Linked DNA regions of Rattus norvegicus: region 1 is linked to region 2. Evidence: chromatin contacts called from public Hi-C data. All regions are on one chromosome and are shown on one strand. The core of a region is the stretch at or near the end of the contact, and the rest is flanking DNA. Distances in the headings are between cores, read along the strand shown. Region 1 holds the start of Thoc1 (THO complex subunit 1). Region 2 holds the start of Fundc2 (FUN14 domain containing 2).

Evidence for each region. A called contact is a pair of places that touch in the nucleus more often than the background predicts.
Region 1: a contact with region 2 is called in a Hi-C map of liver, with 2.9 times the contacts expected there. The contact joins the promoter of Thoc1 here to the promoter of Fundc2 in region 2. A contact is called at or near these places in 3 of 12 Hi-C or Micro-C datasets (frontal cortex, liver and mammary epithelial cells) and 1 of 1 datasets of contacts at active chromatin or transcription factors (oligodendrocytes).

What each region holds. Positions count from the first base shown.
Region 1 is chr18:1,255,246-1,261,505 of GRCr8, reverse strand. Thoc1 (THO complex subunit 1) reads right to left here and starts at 4,846. Exons shown (of 21, transcript NM_001398637.1): 1 at 4,776-4,846; 2 at 2,455-2,528; 3 at 2,307-2,367; 4 at 949-1,015. The coding sequence starts at 4,829. LOC134482897 (a long non-coding RNA gene) reads left to right here and starts at 5,827. Exons shown (of 2, transcript XR_010059607.1): 1 at 5,827-5,942.
Region 2 is chr18:149,621-156,022 of GRCr8, reverse strand. Fundc2 (FUN14 domain containing 2) reads left to right here and starts at 3,764. Exons shown (of 5, transcript NM_001135757.1): 1 at 3,764-3,897; 2 at 5,739-5,889; 3 at 6,134-6,209. The coding sequence starts at 3,879. F8 (coagulation factor VIII) reads right to left here and starts at 714. Exons shown (of 26, transcript NM_183331.2): 1 at 489-714. The coding sequence starts at 634.

The DNA of each region.
Region 1 (6,260 bases), core at 3,597-6,096, 1.1 Mb before region 2:
TGTCATAGATGCTGGAACTGAACATAGGTCCTCTGCAAGAGCAGCAAGTAATCTTAGCTCATGAGCATCTCCCAGCACCCCACTGCCGTTTTTCTTAATAGACCTCTTCCTAGTTTTTCTGCTAGCAATCTACCCCAATGCACTTACTGTTCTAAGGGTGTCTATCCGTATGAGATACACTGGTCTTTAAACTAACCCACACTTTTTTTTTTTTTTGCCATTCTCATTTCATACAATTTTCTAGCTATGCTGAACTTGGTCTTTGTATAACTATCTCCTCTATTTCTGGCAAACTTAATCCCTTATGTTCCTATTTGTAGGCCAGATATTCCTTTTTTCATTTTGTCTTATTTTGTCTCAAATTTCTGATTGTCCTGATTCAGCCTGACAAGTGCTAGATTATAGGTAGATGTTATGGATCCCAATTCATCTTCCTTTTTAAAATTCTTCCTGATTCCTTTAGATTTTAATTTAGAGAGCCACGTTCACTTCATTATAATCAACACACTTTAACCACAGCACTTATAGCACAGTAACAGTCACACATTTCTGTCCTCCATTAACCTCTAGACTCTTACAGGTGGGCTCTACAATTTACTCATCACTGAATCTCCAAATCTTAACATAGTACTATGCATACAATAAGTGCTCAGTAAGTATTTGTACATGGTTAAAACACCTGAAATACAAGGAAATTGCAAATGTACATGACATGATAGAGATGAGAAATAAGTATGAACAAATTCTTGGCAAAGGTAGAAGTCAATGAACAGGGGGCTGTGAATGTAGGTCAGTGGGAGAAGAGCATGCATGAGGTGCTAATGCTTGGTCTCTAGCACCACACATAAAGAATGAACAAAACTAGACAGAGGTAGAGGTATCTTGAGATTCTTAAATAAAACTGGTCAGATATAAAACAACTTTAAAAAGAAAGAGAAAAATACTTACTTTCTGTTACTCCCCCAATGGCAAGAGAAATAATAGCTAAAACGTTCTCACATGCTGAATGATTTATCTACCAACAGAGAAACAATTTTATTTAGAAGCAAGAATTTGGACTAATTTGTTAACAATAAAGACAAGTTCTATGAAATTAAGCAGTAATACATTCAGGAATAAAAATATCTTACACAAAGTTATTTTGTAAGATGAAAAACCATGAACACTATAGAAGTGTGTCAAGCAGTAAAGAGTGAGTCAATCAAAATCCAGTGGGCTCGGGAAATGTTAACTTTTACCTGACTAAGGTTTTAAGCTTATTGGGTATAGAAGTTCTAAGGCTGTGAGTAAGTCAACAGCAGGACAAAAGCAGGGCCTGGCTTGAATCCATGTTAACCCTGGAGCATTAGCTGAGGGCCTTCTGTAGGAAGGTGACTGCAACAGTGAGCACTCTGACTGCTCTCTGTGCTGTTACACGGCACCAACAGAATGTTACTGCTCTTCTTACAAACAGAACTGAAGCTCTGAAAGAAAAGGGACTTTCTCAGCACCTCATAACAGAGAAGTGATGAAAAAAAGATTTTTTTAAGTCTGAAAAAGTGATCACTTGGTCTGACCCAAAATTATCTGAGAAAAAGGGGGGATACTATTATATTATGGCCATCAGAAGAGAATCTATCACCACGGGCCCCAATTTCTCCTTAATCAAAAATAAATGTTAAAAATTTTTCTTTCATTCAGGATCCCTGCTAAAGGCAATATTTAGATTCTTCATGGTTAAATTTCATCAGCAAAGTTAAACAAGCCTTAGTTACTTATGTATGTTTATAGCTGAGGAAAATCCCACAAGAAAATGAGGACATGTAATCCTCACTCTGGCTTAACATCCTTGAACTAGACTGCTTATGCCTTTACACGGTGTGTCATCATTTATCTAACAAAGTGAGAGTCTACTTTTAAAAAAATGTATTTTGTATACCTGTGTGCATTCTGTATGTGTATGGAGGTCAGAGGACAATTTGCAGGAGTTCTCTCCTTCCAACATCTAGGTTCTAGAGATCAAAGTCAGGACATGGAGCTCTGTAGCAAGTGCCTTGACTTGCTGGGGCATCTTCCCAAGTCAGTCTTTACTTCTTGCTCTTTAAGACTGAATGTCAAAATTTTTCTTATCATCAAAACCTTAAACTGTACCTGAGCTATCAAGAGCCTAAATTAGGACTATCCTACTCAATACAGCTTCTAAAGGCAGAGTGTTCATGCTCAGAAAACATGTCATGAAACATCCATTCCAACAATAAAGCAATTTCTAATAACATGACTTATTAACTGGCCAGCAAATTTTAACAAATAAAGAGGGAAATACTTACAATTTCTTCTTCCAGAACGCCTCTGAAAGCTTGGTCAAGGGTACATTTTTTTTCATTTTCACTATTAAAAACATAAATACCTTCATTTCACAAACAGTTCACTATTATAAACATTCATAAAGTCCTTTTTATGAACATTGCACTTTACCTGCCAGGTAACTGACTGAAGGCATTCAACAATGGCTTGATAGTTTTGTTATTCAAGGCTTCTCTGGTAGATTTCTACAAAAATAAAAATGACAAGTAAATAAAAAGCTTTTGTTGTTTATGAAAATTTACTGTTCATTAATTATAAGTCTTTCTAACTAAAAAAATGTTTTTAACTAAGAAACATTTTCTGCCAGTCATTTTTATTAACTTTTGTTTCTAATGCAACTTAATGATCCTGATCTTTGTCACATGAAACTGGCAAGAGCTAATTTGACATTTGCATCACAGGTTCCCCTTTCCTATATATCATATCCATGCACACTTCCTGCTTTAAAAAAAAAAAAAAACTTGCTAAGTTTAATGGGGCATCCTGCAACCAGCACTGGAAACAATCAGCTTAAGGTCAACCTGAATTCTGAGTTCCCAGCCTAGCTTGGGCTACATAACAAAACCCTGTCTAAACAACACCAATTCAGTTTGGTTCATGAATTACATGTTTGGTTTTCAAATGTTGTAGCTCCCTTAAGACCTACTTCCCACATTACTCTATGGTTACCAGCCTTACACCCACTCTCTAAAAATACACTGAAGCATGGCTGTGTTTAAAGACATTTCCTATCAATCTCATTTCAGCATGTTCACATTCTCACGCTGTTCTTTCTATCTGTTCATTCAAAATCTATATATTCTTTCAGATTCAGCTCAAGGCCTACTACTTCCAAGCGTTTTGCTCAGCTGACACAGTACCAGGGAAATCTTAAGGATGAATAAATAAATGATTGTCTTAAACTGGCCATAATTTATACAGGACAAAAATATTGCATATATTTGGAAAGCTGTCTTATTACTTCATAAAGGCTTCGATGTGTGTTAAGTGTCCATTACTGGCTCCATCACTAGGTAAGTTGAATAACCTGGGGTTCATTCTCTTTTTGATTCCCCACCCTCACCAGTTAAAATGAGTGGCGCTGCAGATAGATCCTTGCTATTATCAGTGGCAGTGGCACTGCATGGGAACTTATTAAAAAATGCAGAATCTAAGCAGGGCAATCTAGTACGCACCTTTAATCCCAGCACTCAGGTGGCAGAGGCAGGGAGACCTCTAGTTCTAGGACAGCTAAGGCCTCACAGAAAACCCTGTCTCCAAACACCCAGAATCTCTGGCTTAATGAATAAGTATCTTCATTTCACAAGATCTCTACATGGCAATACCACACAGCAAAGCCGAGAACTACTAATCTAAATGATCCCTAATTAAACAGTGCTGTAGTTCAGTAGTGGAGTTCTTTGCTTCTACTCCCAGGACTGAGAAAAAGGGTCGGAGGGAGATGTTCCTTTCAGGGCTACTGTAACAGAAGAAAACGTCTCTAATGACATAAGCAAGGCATAATCTTTCAAAACCAAACACCTTGCAAAGCAGAAAATGGTTAAAACAACTACTGATTATGAAGAATCTCTTTTCTCTCACATAAGTTTCCTTCTGGCATCAGTACAATTACCTAAACACAGTTACATATCTAAGTCGAAACGTGCATGTAATCTTAGTACAGATGGTATAGATTATGGGCCCAATAGCTTATAAGAGTGTTCTTTATACATATATTGCTGTGATGGACAACAGAAAAAGGACCGTGGACTTAAAGTCAGAAAAACGAGAAAAGTCAGTCAACTTAATTTTGTTTTTTGAGGGGTTAGAGGTGTCTTAGTTTCTAGCTCACGCACTAGAGACAAAAAAAAAAAAAAAAAAAAAAACTTTTAGTGTTACTCTGACACATAAACCATCATAAAGTGTTTCCTAAATGCTCAACAACCTTTTCCCAAACAGGCAAAACGAAACAGCAGCTGGTAACTCTTCGGAGTTGGTAACCCTTCCCAAGGTGATCAGTTTGCCTCTTCCCGGTTAGGAGCTCCTTATCCATCTCTGGATGAAATGAGCAAGACGAAGGGGGGCTAAACTGACTAACTGACTGCTAGATTAGCCACCAGGTAGTGTAGGAGGCGGGGCGGAAACAGACTTCAGGGCTCCTGCCCGAGAAACCTGCTCCGCCCAGCTAGATGAGCTGAAGCTGACTGAGCTAATCTATGGGTGAAGTTTCCATGCTCGCCCGCAAGAAAACGGCAAGAACCAGGGATTCGCCAGCGGAGGGGCAGAGGACCCACAGACGAGTAGTCAGTGTGCCTTTCCCTTAATGTCAGTCCCGGAAAGGGCCAGGAGCAGACCCAGCTGTGAAAATCCTTCGGTCTCTTGGAAATTTTCAGCGAGAGAAAGGAAAAGAATAGAACCAGGTCAGAACCACGGCCGTCAGCCCCCAAGCTCACCGTAAACCGCGTCCGCGCCTCGGGCAAACTGAAAAGCGCCGGCGTCGGAGACATCTTGGTTGCGCGTGCCCACCACCGTACTGCGGCTCACAGTGATGACGTCAGGTTGGGAGCAACGAGACGGCCCGGCACACACAGCTAGAGTGGCCAGCGGTGATATTCTCCGGTGCAATCTGGCTCAGCCGTATGACTCATAGGCCGGGCTCTGGGACCACACTAGAATGGAGCGGTCTAGGGTGTCTCGCGCAGTCAGCTCCGCCCTGGGCACAGACAAGGCTGGTTTTCTCGGCAGACGAATGACGGCTTGGTGCAGTTTCAGGGGCGGCACCGGAAGGTAGCGCTCGCGAGAAGCCAGTTTGCCTGAAGAAGCAGACGCACTGTGGCAGCACTATCTTGTTACTTCAAGGGCTGTGATGAATTTTGAACTGATACATCTTTCTTACTGCTTGGAGGATGCTTAGCCTCAGAGAAAAATGGGGTCAACACATGAAACAGTTGAAAGATGGGTTGAGAAAATTTAAAGGGCGGGGGGAGTAGGATCTTAAATGGGATGGAGATATGGATTGTAGCAGCTTGAGCTCTGAATTATTTCATGTTCAAGTATAGCTCTACCCATCCGTCTAAGTTGCATGAACCCAGTAAATCCTTTCTATAATAGCCTAATGCTATTAAAAGTTAGACTTGATCTCTTATCAGTCTCATCTGATTAATGCAAGAACTGAGGGGCAATTCATTTGCAATTACTTAAATTTCCTTTTCATTTTTCAAACTCAAAATGAATTTGGGCCACAGACGTCCTGAATGGGATCAACTGATGATCCAGGGTCCCCATGAGCCTAATGAAGTTAGTAGCTGGATTTGCCTCTAAGCAGTACTTTGTGAATCTATACATAGGGTGAAAGCTGAATTCAGTGGACGTGGATGAGAATATGAATCTTATCCCCACACTGACTGGAGAGATACAGTGAGAGTCTTTTCTAGTGTTACATTACTAGTGGCTCTAATGTCAGCCGAGCAGTTGTAGAGAGAAAAAAAAAAGATTATTATTTTAGTCTGAGTTATCACTGAACACTGAGTTCTTCTGTCCAGGTAATTTACTCTGAAGGTTTTCCAAGGAAGAAGGGCAGTGGAACTGGGAACAATGAAACAGAAAAGCCAATGTATAAGGTATATTTTTAGGATTGGTCAATTGTGTTAGGTTTTTTCTATAGCTGTGACAAAAATGCCTGACAGGAATAACAGATGGGAAGAGAAAGTTATTTTGTCTCATGGTGCAGAGGATATCATCTGCCATGTGGCTGGAATGGAATGGTTCATGGAAGTAGGAACTACAGCACAGCTGGTTGATATTGTCACAGATCAGGAAGCATAGAGCACAAAGCAAGTAGGGCCAGGTTGTAACCCTTAGTGGTCTGTACTTAGTGGCCTAAATCCAAAATCTAAGGTTCCACAGTCCATCAAAATAGTGCTACCATTTGAGGACCT
Region 2 (6,402 bases), core at 2,515-5,014:
CACGCCTGTGCCCTTGAGTTTATTCCCTCCTATAGTCGTTCTATACATTTTCTTCAAATATTTTATGGTCCGTGAGGAAGACTCTCAAATCCAGGACCTTCTATACATTTTCTTCAACTATTTTATTGCGCGGTGCAAACAATCACAAAATACCCGAGCGCGGGGCAAACAATTGGGCAGCTCATGCATCTTCCGTGCAAAAACATACGATATCCGAGCGCTGCACTTAAGCACCGGCTCCGCCCCCGGCCCTCACAGCCCCGCCCCGGCCCTCACAGCCCCGCCCCGGCCCTCACAGGCCCTCCCCCGGTCCTCACAGCCCCGCCCCCGGCCCTCACAGCCCGGCCCCGGCCCCCCACAACCCCGCCCTGGCCCGGTCCGCACAGCCCCGCCTCCGCCCCGCACAGCCCGGCCTCCGCCCCGCCCCAGCCCGGCCCTCATAGCCCCCCGCCCGGTCCCCGGCCCCGCCCCCGAGGACCGACAGTTACCTGGAGTCGCTGCGCTGGGCACCGGAAGCACCACCGCTCACATAGTCCCATGGCAACTCCACGGCGCCCAGGTAGTACTTCCGGGTGGCGCAGGAGCAGAGCGCGCAGAGGCTGAGGAAGAAGCACAGGCCGCGCGCCGCGCGCATGTCTCCCGCCACCGGAGAGAGGCGCGAGCGCCACCCACAGAACCCCCGGCCCAGATATAACTTTAAAAATTCCCGAGCGGGTCGCGCAGGGTTTTGGGGACGCTTCTCGGCCCCGGGAAGAGAGGGACCGGAAACTGAGCCGGGGGCGCGGCTTCCTGTCGGCTACGGGGGGGCGGGGGGGCGCAGGAAAACTGGGACGGGAAGGGCAAGGAGCTGGGGCTTAACCCGTTCCGTGCCGGCAACGGCCTGCGGGGTTCAAATCCTCACATCCGTTGAGCGAATCCTTACATCCGCTGGCCTTGTCGAGGGTGGGGTGGGGTGGGGTGGGGTGGAATGGGGTTGGGGGGTAGGGGGAGAGCCGGGTTCCGGGGTAGCAGAGCTATCCCGGAACAGGTGGTCTCGAGTTGTATTTAAATATATACATATGTGATATGTGTATATATGTATATGTATCTATATAATATACATGTATATGTATATATATGTATGTGTACAATATATATTTAATATTTATGTATATAATATAGTAATATGTATATGTGTGTATGTATAAATGTATAACATATAATGTGATGTATATGTAGGTATGCATATATGTAATATGTATCTGTGTATGTATGTGTATGATATACATGTAATATGCATCATATATAATATACATGTAACATGATATATGTATATGTGCAGCATATAATATACAACATATGTATGAGTTATACATATGTGATATATAGTATATATGTGTAACACATAATTTGTAGGTATGAGTTACATATATGTACATATGTAATATAGTATATGATATACATGTGAAACATCAGTGTTATATGTGTACATGTGTAATATATATGACATACACATGCAACGTATATGATATGTATGAGTTATATGTGTACATATGTAATATGTAGTATATGTGTAACATGTATATGTTATGTGTATTATGTCTTGAATTGTATAAGAAAACAGGCATATGTACATACATATATATATATATATATATATATATATATATATATATATAAAATGTTTAACGGTCAGGTCGCTTACCAGTGCTCCTCCGTGGTCCGGGCTTCAGCTCACCCCGGTTCTCGCCCTGACCTATCAGTGATCTGTTGTCCTATGGAACTATACATTGAAATAAAACCCTGCTGCTTGGGGCCGTGGTGCTGCATTGCAGCAAGGGAAACCTTGAGACGTCCTACCTCTCAGAGGACTGCGAACAACCCTGCCGTGTCACCCATGAGCATACATCTAAAAGGACTTATTCATTCCACTATAGGGATTCTTGTATATCCATATTCATCACCTTTCAGCTCACAATAACTGTGCTGTTGCCAGGAAGTGAACTTGGGACGTCCGGAAGAGCAGTCGGCATGCTAACCACTGGGCCACCCCTCCAGCCCTCAGGTTCTCTCTCACACACACAGGAACGCTAACTCCAGGGTCTTTACGTGTGCATTTTAAATGAGGGCGGCCATAGCGACCGGGAAATGAGGGAGGGGCCAGCGAGGGGACGCGGACTTCGAGGGACAGGGGTGAGAAGGGGATGGGAGAAGCTGGGGTAGTGAAGTGGGGTAGGAATTCTCATATACGTACATAAGAACTTAAATATGAAATATACATGTATACGTACATAAGAATTTAAATGTAAAATATGAAATATACACGTATACGTACAGAAGATAATATATACATAAGAATTTAAATATAAATATATACATACATATAAAACATGTACATAAGAATTAAATATAAAATATGAAATATACACATACATACATAAGATTATATACGTACATAGGAATTTATAAAATATGAAATATACACATGTACATAAGAATACATACATAAGAATTTAAATATAAGATATGAAATAAACATGTATACATACATAAGAATATATGCATATATAAGAATTGAAATGTACACATATACGTACATAAAACGTACGTACATAAGAATTTATAAAATATACACGTATACACACATAATATATTCGTACATAGGAATTTAAATATAAAATACAAAATATACATGTATATATACATAATACATGAGAATTTAAATATAAAATATGAAATATACACGTATACGTAAAGAGGATAATATATGCATACATAAGAATTTAAATACTGTCACTGCTACCACAGGGAGACAACGTCCCTACTGAATACAAATAAATGTACAGCCCAGTGCCAGGAAGACGTCACCACTTTCGGAGGTTGCAGACTGGCTTTGCCCCGAAACATTATATTATTATAGTATTATTATATATGCCCCGAGACATTATATTATTATTATATACGCCCTGAAACATTATATTGTGTTATTATTATATATGCCCCAAACGTTAAATTATTATATTATTGTTACAGGCAATTGCCGATTTTTTGGCAATTCTATATAAGTTGATGGTTGAGACCCTGTTGCTGACCCTGTGACGTACGTGAATCACAAAACAGGCACTGAGGAGGCTTCACAGTGCCGCAAGGTCACGTGTGTGCCATTTGGGGAGTTATTGAGCGACTGTAATGGCTGGCGTGACAAAATATACATGCATGTAAACACACACGTGCCGGACACACGTGCATGAACACAAACACACCCATACACACATATACACGTGCTGGACATACACGCACGAAAACACACATACACGTGCCGGACATACACGCATGAAAACACACACACACACACACATACGTGCTGGACACACGCATGAACACACACACACGAGCCGGACACACACGCTTGAACACGCCCATAGGGACCGGAAACAGCCATTATAACACAAGCGCACATTATCAAGTGGTCGAGTAAGAAGTGTTTTCCAGTACTTAAACAGCGTAGAAACGAACACAGGAAATGACGCAAGTTCCCTGTTTACGTCCATACGTATATATAAAATCGACAAAGGTGACACGGACTCTATTATCTCAAAGGCGGGGACACTTTGCGCACGCGTAGCCGCCATTCCTCTGCTATAGAGGCTCCAGTACACGAAAGACGCCTCACGGAACCTCACCGGGGACCGGAAACAGCAGCCCCACGCGCGGCTCCAGTACACGAAAGACGCCTTACGGAACCAGGTCGCTGGCTCCCACTTACAGGGGACCGGAAACAGCAGCCCCACACGCCGGAAATAGCAGCCGCACACGCCGGAAACCGGCGGCGGGTGACGAACGCCCTTTCCTGAGCTCTTGATCTGAAGTCGTGTCCTCTTGGTACTCCCTCCCCGGAAATGGCCGCCAACGGTCAAGGTAAAGGCCGGAGCATGCGCGCGAGTGCCAGGCTGGACTCGTCTTTGAGGAGAGGCCGAGCGCCCGCTGGGTTCGTCCCTGCGGCGCGGGGAAAGGGCGGCGTGCAGGGGTTTTTAGCAGCGGTTCCAGGATCCGGCCAAGGTCGTGCGTTCCAGCTGGGGTTCGATGTGGTTTCTGCTTAGTTCGAGTTCTTCGGTTCCGCCACTAGGGACGGAGGTGGCGTTTCCGTCCCTCCTTCCTGCGACCCCCGTCCTCCCTTTTGGCTGCAGCCCTGTGTGGAGTGAGTGAGTGAGTGAGTGTGTGTGTGTGTGTGTGTGTGTGTGTGTGTGTGTGTGTGTGTGTGTTTTACACAAAACAACGAATATCTATTAAAAACGAATATCTATTAAAAAACAGTGAATATCTATTAAAGACAAATTTTATATACTATATATGGATTTTTTTTTTTTTATCACGTAGAAGACCGAATTTTCGCGTACGTCCTGGTTTCGGTGCAGCTCATATTCCCGTTCCAGGAAGCATTGGGAGAGATATATACATATATACTGTGTACATTATCTATCGTCTTCTTTAGCCTGGACGGGAGCTACGCTAGAGAGTCCGGTAAAAATAACACTGAATAGATTTAGAGGCCAGAGCTTTTTTTCGTTATTGTTATTATTATTACTACTACTATTATTCCATAAGTATATGGGACTGTAGACCTCTTACATTATTATCGTTGTTATTATTACTGTATACTTTTTAGATTATTATTATTCCATAAGTATCTGTGACTGCAGGCTCTTTAGATTTTTATTATTATTGTTATTAATGTAGACTTTGTAGATTATTATTACTATTATTATTATTGTTATTATTATTCCACACCCCGTCCCGTAAGTTTTCTATCACGGATTCACAGAGAGGCCGTCATAGCAGGAGTAATATCCACGCACACAGAGCCACAGGCAGAATAAGTGATTCGCAGTGTTGGCAGCCATTGCTGTGCAGCCATTGAGACCTCAGCACTGTTCTCTGTCCCTGGCCCCCTCCGTGCATTTAATTCCCAGGTGTTGGAACCCGCCTCGTGCTGGGCCCTTTGACGTAGTTTCCCGTGTTGTAGCGACCCCGGACATGAAATAAAATAATTAAAGTAAAAGAAATAAAATAAAATAAATAGAATATATAAAATAGAATAAATAAAATAAATTTTAAAAATAAAATAAAAGTAAAATTAATTAAATAAAATAAGTGAAACAAAGTAAATAAAATTAATAAAATAAAATAAAATTAGACATAAAATTGTTTCGCGGCGACTTCAGAGTAGAATAAAACAAATAATATAAAGTTTATTCGGCTTTTTTAATCTCCTTACCCTCGGGAGTGGAGTTTTCATCATTTTTTCCTTTGCCCACTGACGACTTAGAAATCACCTGCTTAATGTTACGTACGTTTTACTTTATTTATCCTATATGAACGCCGTCTTCACACGCGGCAGGGCGTCAGATCCCATGGCAGACGACGGCTAGCAGCCACCGTGCGGTCGCTGGGATTTGACTCGGGACCCCTGGGAGAGAGTGGTCGCTGCTCTAACCACTGAGCAACCCCTCCAGCCCCTCTTTCAATTTCTTGGGGTTTGGTTTGGTTTTGGTTTTGGTTTTGGTTTTTTTTGCTGTAAATCAACCCATTTTACTGCTACATCCACTTCAGCAGGGCCACACCCACTCCAGCTGGCCACACCCACTGCAACAGGGCCACACTATGACAGAGCCATGCCCACTCCAACACCATTCCAACAGGGCCATAGCCGGCAGGGCTATGTCGCAGTCCTCACAGCCACTTGTCTTCATTTTCCATAGGGGACCCCGACAGGAAGCGCGAGGCCCTGGACCTCGCGGAATTCACGCGGAGGCAACCATGGTGGCGTAAGCTGTTCGGGCCAGAGTCTGGGCCCTCGGCTGAGAAGTACAGCGCGGCGACGCAGCTGGCCGTCGGGGGTGTCACTGGATGGTAAGTGGTGTGTGTGCAATTCCCGGGATATCATAAGTGCGAGTGTCCGGAAATTACCCAGATATACGGAAATGAAATCAAAGCCACTCCCTCGTCTCTGGTGAGAGACACATATGGTGCGTTCAGGTCCGCGGGGCTCCCTCAGGGCCCCGTGCACAAGGACTTGGCATGCATTTCTGGCCTCTCCCGCCGCATGGCAACTCACACTGTGCCCGGTTCTCCTCCCCTCGCTCTGCGTTCACAGGTGCACGGGGCTCGTGTTCCGGAAGGTCGGAAAGCTGGCAGCCACGGCCCTAGGAGGAGGGTTCTTCCTCCTGCAGGTTCGTATGTCATGTTCTCCCTGGTGTGTGGGAACTCCGCCTGCCCATGAGTGTGCTGTGAGGAATTATATACATTATATCATGATTTATATTAAATATATACATTATTATCGTATACATTATCGTTATACATTATTATATACATTACATGTGTCGTTTCCCTAGTGTTTGGAAATTCTGCTTGCCCATCAGC